Linked DNA regions of Bos taurus: region 2 is linked to region 1. A link is a contact called in public Hi-C data. All regions are on one chromosome and are shown on one strand. The core of a region is the stretch at or near the end of the contact, and the rest is flanking DNA. Distances in the headings are between cores, read along the strand shown. Region 1 overlaps BTBD16 (BTB domain containing 16). Region 2 overlaps PLEKHA1 (pleckstrin homology domain containing A1).

The links. A called contact is a pair of places that touch in the nucleus more often than the background predicts.
Region 2: a Hi-C map of liver shows a contact between it and region 1, with 4 times the contacts expected there. The contact joins two enhancer-like sites. A contact is called at or near these places in 3 of 11 Hi-C or Micro-C datasets (blastocyst, liver and skin fibroblasts).

Annotation. Positions count from the first base shown.
Region 1 is chr26:42,123,438-42,126,643 of ARS-UCD2.0, forward strand. BTBD16 (BTB domain containing 16) reads left to right here. Exons shown (of 16, transcript NM_001038131.1): 3 at 397-545. Among named protein-coding and RNA genes, the nearest start is that of BTBD16, 4.3 kb to the left of the region's middle. Within about 2 kb of position 1,579, at least 2 of the 102 cell types and tissues checked have an H3K27ac peak or open chromatin away from gene starts, as enhancers often do. A contact at or near this core is called in liver, where this site is marked.
Region 2 is chr26:42,257,674-42,260,879 of ARS-UCD2.0, forward strand. PLEKHA1 (pleckstrin homology domain containing A1) reads left to right here. Exons shown (of 13, transcript NM_001075593.1): 13 at 1,219-1,732. The coding sequence ends at 1,429. Among named protein-coding and RNA genes, the nearest start is that of HTRA1, 26 kb to the right of the region's middle. Within about 2 kb of position 1,553, at least 21 of the 102 cell types and tissues checked have an H3K27ac peak or open chromatin away from gene starts, as enhancers often do. A contact at or near this core is called in liver, where this site is marked.

The DNA of each region.
Region 1 (3,206 bases), core at 329-2,828:
TTTTCCACTGAGTCAGTTCTTTGCATCAGGTGGCCAAAGTATTGGAGCTTCAGCATTAAAAAAACAAAACAAAAATAGACGTTTTGTGTATTTTAGTGCAATTAAAAAAACAAAAAGTCTCTTCCCCAGATCTCCTAAGTTTGGTATCTTTCTCCCTGGCACCTCCTGCCCCAGATGCTAAATTCCAGATTACTTTGTGGCTTAAAGTCTTGTTTCCTAAATGCAGTAGATTTGCCTTGAGAATGTGACTCTGGAGAAATATTGGCCAGCTTTGAAAATTAACCAGCTCTTTAAATTTTGTCTTAAATTTCCTTTCTGTTGTAGAGTTTGGAAAATCTGGTATTTATGAGAGGTTAAAAGAAAAAGACATTCTTTCTTTCTTTGCTTCCCAAGCAGCAGAAACCCCGGCTGGAACGCCGAATCGCTGGCTCAACCAACCGGTGGCGTTTCCCCAGACAGCCTTTCTCGGGAGACCTGCTGGGGCTCTCCCAGATGTGCAAGGCTGCCAACATAGACTTTGATGAAGTTCTGAAGAACCCAGACAGGTAGGAAGCTCAAAGGCCCACGGCAGGGTGAACTGCCCTTCTGGGAAGTGCCCAGTACTTGGGCCACACTGGTTGGGCAGGTGGGCTGTCCTGGGTATTTGCAAAAAGGCTGCCTTTGGGACCAGCCCTTAAGGATGGACAGGGTCAGGGTGAAAACTTCCTTTGAGAACGTCTGTGGGTGGTGATAAAAGTCCAGAGAAACGGAGAATTTTTTCCCCCAGATTTTCCTTTGTACTGGGAACTTTGGACCCTAAGAGGATTCTGAGTTTATCAATTGGATTCTTGACAAACACAGCGAGATGGCCCCGCTCAGAGTTTGAACTCGCATCCCCAGGAACATGCATGTCCAGCAGGGGGAGAAGCCGGCTCCCTGGTCCCTCCCAGAGTGTTCTAAGCAGATGGCTTGGAGCATCACTTCTCTAGGTTACAAGTTCTTTCCTGCCTTTCCTGGGGAAGCAGAGCTGGAGCTCTTTGCCAAAGAAACACTTCATTTCCTTGGCCCTTTGGACCTGCCTGGCTGCTGCTACTTCCTTGGACCGGTGGCATCTGCCTTGTGAGCACTCAGTCTGATCTACCTGAGTGTGGGCTGTGCCTGGGCAGCACCTGGCCCAGAAGAGCTCCTGGTTCCACGTTTACTGAGCAAGTAGCCACGTCTTCTCTTTCTAGACCCACCAGCCAGCCTCTCTCTGTTGCCCCCCACCCCACAGATGATGGTACTGCACACGTGAATAAACCGAAACCCATCTGGATTTGGTCTCCAAATTCTCGGATGAACCCAGCTTAAAAAAAAAAAAAGTTGAATGCTATGAGTTGCTATTTTTGGCACTGGCTACTCATGGCCTTAAACAAATTTGAATTTATTTTATATTCTGTTTGGTTAGAGCCCTGAAGAAATCTTAGGATTTTTGCCAAAGTTTGTTGTGTTCCTTAGCGCCAGGGCCAGGAGCTGGAGCTGGGCCTGGGAATATAGGCAAACTGATCCAGAAACCTGAGGATGGTGACTGGGCCACAGGGGCAGAGGTCTCTGGGACTCGGTTTGCGAAATCGCTGAGCTAAGCTGGGAGTGGTGGCCATTGGCACTTAGCTAAGCTGGGGGTGGTGGCCTGGGGGTGATGGCCATTGGTGCTGGGCTTTAGGACTATTGTGCTATGCTAAGTTGCTTCAGTTGTGTCCAACTCTCGGCAACCCTATGGACTGTAGCCCACCAGGCTCCCCTGTCTATGGGATTCTCCAGACAAGAATACTAGAGTGGGTTGCCATGCCCTCCTCCAGGGGATCTTCCTGACCCAGGGATTGAATACACATCTCTTATGTCTCCTGCACTGGCAGGCGGGCTCTTGGCGGGTTCTTTACCACTAGCATCACCACAGCAGTCTTATTTGACAGGGTTGAAATTCCTTGTCCTACATTCACTCTTTCTGTGACCTTTAGCCAGTGGCTTAACCTCCTTGAGCTTCAGTTTCCTCATCTGTGAAATGGTGATAATATCATCTCCCTTGAAGAGTTGTAGATTTAAGGCTTCCCTGGTGGCTCAGATGGTAAAGAATACACCTGCAATGCAGGAGACATAAGTTCGATCCCTGGGTTGGGAAGATCCCCTGGAGAAGGGAATGGCAACCCACTCCAGTATTCTTGCCTGGAGAATTCCATGGACAGAGGACCCTGGAGGGCTACAATCCATGGGGTCACGAAGAGTCAGACACAACTGAACAACCAACACACACACACACACACACACACACACACTTGAAGAGCAAGCTGGAGGATTAAATCAGATGGTATACTGAAAATGATCAGTGTTGTTCCTGGCAAATAGTTAGATGCTCAATGAATAGAGATGTATCTTTATAGCCTGAGCAGCAGTTTTAAGTACTAATCCTGGCCTTCGATTTGGGGGAATGTCAGCCCTGTGCTCTGTCAGCCAATGACTGGTGTCCCACCTAGGCAATCACCTAGGCCTAGAGCACCTAGGCGCTCAGTCCACATAGGCTCAGCTCAACTGTGAATTTCATCTGCTCCATTAGCCCCTTGTCGTGTTCCTGAGACAGTCGACTAGCCTGGGCATGTCCTTGTCGTGGTGACAGCAGAGGGTAAGAGGGCAAGCCCAGTTGCACCTGTGCTGTTCAAACCTTCAGCCACCTCATGTCCGCTAACATCCCATCAGCCAAGGCAAGTCACATGATCAAAATCAAAGTCAAGGGGCAGGAAAGACACTTTGGAGTTCCTGCAGGAAAAGGCTGTGTATTTGGGGCCATGGATGCGGTCCACTACAGTGTGGGAGGAACTGCTTTTCTTTAACAAACACAAAATTTCATCTTCTTTATTTCCTCAGTGGGGATTTATTCCTTGTGGTCGTGGGAAACATAAACTTGGAGAGCCTAACAAAGGTTTTGTTTAATTTAGGTAATAAAATAAAGGACTTATTCTGGTAACCCTTCTGCACGTTCAGACTTGTCAGCTAACAAGATCGATACGGGGAGGGTGGAGTCCTGAACGGTACTCACGACACACACGTCCTTGGGCACTTGCCCCCTAGCCCTCAGCCCGCCCCCACCAGCAATCCTGTTCTTGGCGCCAATGCTGTTATTGTTGCTTCTCCCACTTGGGGGCGCTGTTGGCTTTGACAGGCACTGGATCAATCCGTATTTCACAAGTTCTGTA
Region 2 (3,206 bases), core at 303-2,802, 130 kb after region 1:
CTACTCACAACTGATTCTAGAAAGTTGAGTTAACCAAACTGCCTTCTGCAGTTATCGTAACTGACTTTGTCAACACTAACGCAAACTATTTCACTATAGTTATCAGGTTGAATATGTCTATTAAAAAAATAATGGAAAAAAAATAGAACTTTACTAATTTAAAAAGTCCTGTCTATTTTCTAAAGCTTAATTTCCTGAGTTGCCACAAGAATTTTGATTTCTGTATTTCATGTATTTGGGAACTTTTTTATACTACACCACTTGACATGCACCTTTGTGGTAATATGTACAAACTCACAGGTGCACATGCATTGGATAAACTCTATATTACTATAGTTTGCATGGCTTATTAGCTCTTAGGTGAAATTTAGCCATGTAATGGGAATCTGTAGTGTTTTGGTGGTTTGTTTATAGCCCTTTTTTTTTCAAAGCCACCAATGTCACAAATGAACACAATGAAGTAGGAACTATATGGCAGTGCATTTGGAATGGTCATATTTAAGGTTAACTTCAGATTTGATTTAGTCAGAAGCGTGTTGAATACTCACAACTCAAATTATCTTATAACAGTTTTAATAAATGCTTAAGTATGTACCCTTTGCTCTCTTTAAAATGTCAAGCCATGTGAATGTGTGCCATATGCAAAAATAAATAAATGCAGTTAAATAAGAAGCAAAAGGACTATGATATCAGGGAAGCAAAAACTAAGTTTATGAGGCTACCAGATAAAATAATGGGTTTGAAAAATGTTTAATTCTGCTTATTAAAGAAATAATTGCCTTTTATTTTTATATTCTACATTTTCATTGTTTAATCTTTCTAAAACATATGGGATAATTCCTACTGTTTATTGAGAATAAACTCTTAAGTAAAAATGGTAAAGCTGATAGGCCCCCTGTTAAACACAGTTCAGTTGCAGTTGGTACACTGCATTCCAGTCTAGGCTGACTGAGCCTTTGAAGTGTCAAAGCTGCCAGATTGGACTTTGGTGACAGAACTGGTTTCTCAGTGGAAATGGTTGTTGGCTGTCATCGCTCTAAACTCACCCCTAAAAATGCACTGCTTTGGGAAAGAACTTGCACACGTATGCTGCACGGCTCATGCTTCTGCTCTGTGTGTGTCTTGTTCTGTTTGTTTTTCAGAGAATAAAGTCTCACACTGAGTTACTAACCCTGTCGTTATTGATTGCCTGTGTCTGACCACCACTCCTCTTTGCAGGAGCATTCCAACAGTCCTTCCGAGCCCAAACACGCTCTCCTCTCTGCCAGTGCCGCAGCAGCCACCCCACATTCCACAGCCTCTCGCAGCAACTCTTTGGTCTCAAGCTTTCCCATGGAGAAGCGAGGATTTTATGAATCTCTTGCCAAGGTCAAGCCAGGGAACTTCAAGGTCCAGACTGTCTCTCCAAGAGAACCAGCTTCCAAAGTGACCGAACAAGCTCTGCTAAAACCTCGAAGTAAAAATGGCCCTCAGGAACAAGATTGTGACCCCGTGGACTTGGATGACGCAAGCCTTCCGGTCAGTGACGTGTGAGGTGGAAGCTCGTGGAGCCTGACCCGCCTCATCAGCCCTCAGTGTCCTTTTCACAAGGCTTCTCGCCAAAGATGATAAAGGGGAAGTGGGTTTTAATGCGTAGAATATCCTGCCTCGTCGCTGTCTTCTTTATAAGCTGGTAAGCCAGGAAGCTAGCAAGTGGCCAAACTAAATGTAATTTCTTTAAAAGAAAGAAAAAGAAAGAAAAATGCCCTGTTAGTATCAACTGTCTGAAGCTTTGTTCTCATTGGGATGATAACAGTGTGTGTGTGTGTGTGAGAGAGACACTTTTTCCTAGTGAATTTGACAGTTTAGCCGCTTCACAATTTAAAACATGAAAAATGCTTATAATTACTTTGGTTGTTTTAAAAATGCTACTGTGACTTCCTATTAGATGTTCAGTCTCTACACATTCTTACTGGTTAATATTATTGACTGAAATATTGCCAGACAAAGATGTCTAAACTCGTGATGTCTGTGGTGCTGTAAAATTTATACTACAGTGTGGACAGTTTTGAAACGATAACCATTTTTGTTGCTCTGGATCTCAAGGTGAGCAGTGCATTTTGCATAGAGAGGGTATTATTGAACTGTTAGTGAGGGTTGTGGGTTGTACTGTTGGAGAAAAGGGGAGAGTTAGAATTCAGATAGGTAGATCTTGGACATTTGTTTGTAAAATCTTAGTCAAGATGTGCAGCACAGTCATTGCTTTTTATTCAGTGAAAATTATTTGGTATGAAATTTCTTGGAGGCCTGATTTTCTTGTCAAAATGTTGTAAATAGTTCTTCTATATTTGAATCAGTGGAAGACCTCGTTTATATGTAAAGATACTGCCCTCAGTCATGTGGTTGTAGCCTCTGCTTTTTGTCACTAGTAACCTGTATTCAAGTGTTCATCTTGTTTAGGAATGTTTTGAGATTAATGTGCGTAAAAGTCCTATGTGATTGGTTTTAAACAATTGGGATAAAATTAATTTTTAGTAGCATAAGTTAATGTGCTAAATAGCATACCATTTTGTGTTAGAGATACCAGAATGTTGTTATTCTACTGTCTGTGCAATACATGTTTTAAGCACAAATTTGAGTATACATTTAATCATGGGGATGTCAAAAACATAAGCTCCTCTCTAAAAAACATCGTTAGTTTCAGGTGTTGAATAACAGACCAGTTTGACCAAGTACTGTTTCTACGGTTCAGTCTTAAACATTCGCTTTAAGAAAATAGTCTTGAATTTCATATGCTGCTATTTTTTATGATATTTTGCCATATTACAGTACTGTTTTGTTTTGAATTCATACATGTCGCTGTTTCTCCTTTTCATTTTCTCAGAAGACTTTTTGTTTGAGAGCGAGAAAGTGGGAGTGGATTTCTTAAATCAGAGTGTGGTCCAGAGGTTACTATCTGTTACACTAGAATTATCATAGCATCAGTTTAAAAATCCAAATGCATAAAGAATGCACCACTCAACATTTTTATTCATAAGCTATTATTTTTGAAACTTATATTTAGATTTTTCTTCTTTTTTTGCAGCTACATTTGAAAATGGTAGAATGAAAAGGTGTTAAGTTGTTATTTTCTCTGCAGATGCATCCATTTCGTCGGCTCTTTTAGAAAGCTCTTTTCTCATGAGCACGCCTAAGAAGTCTTATGCAGACAGTGGGCGATATTCAGG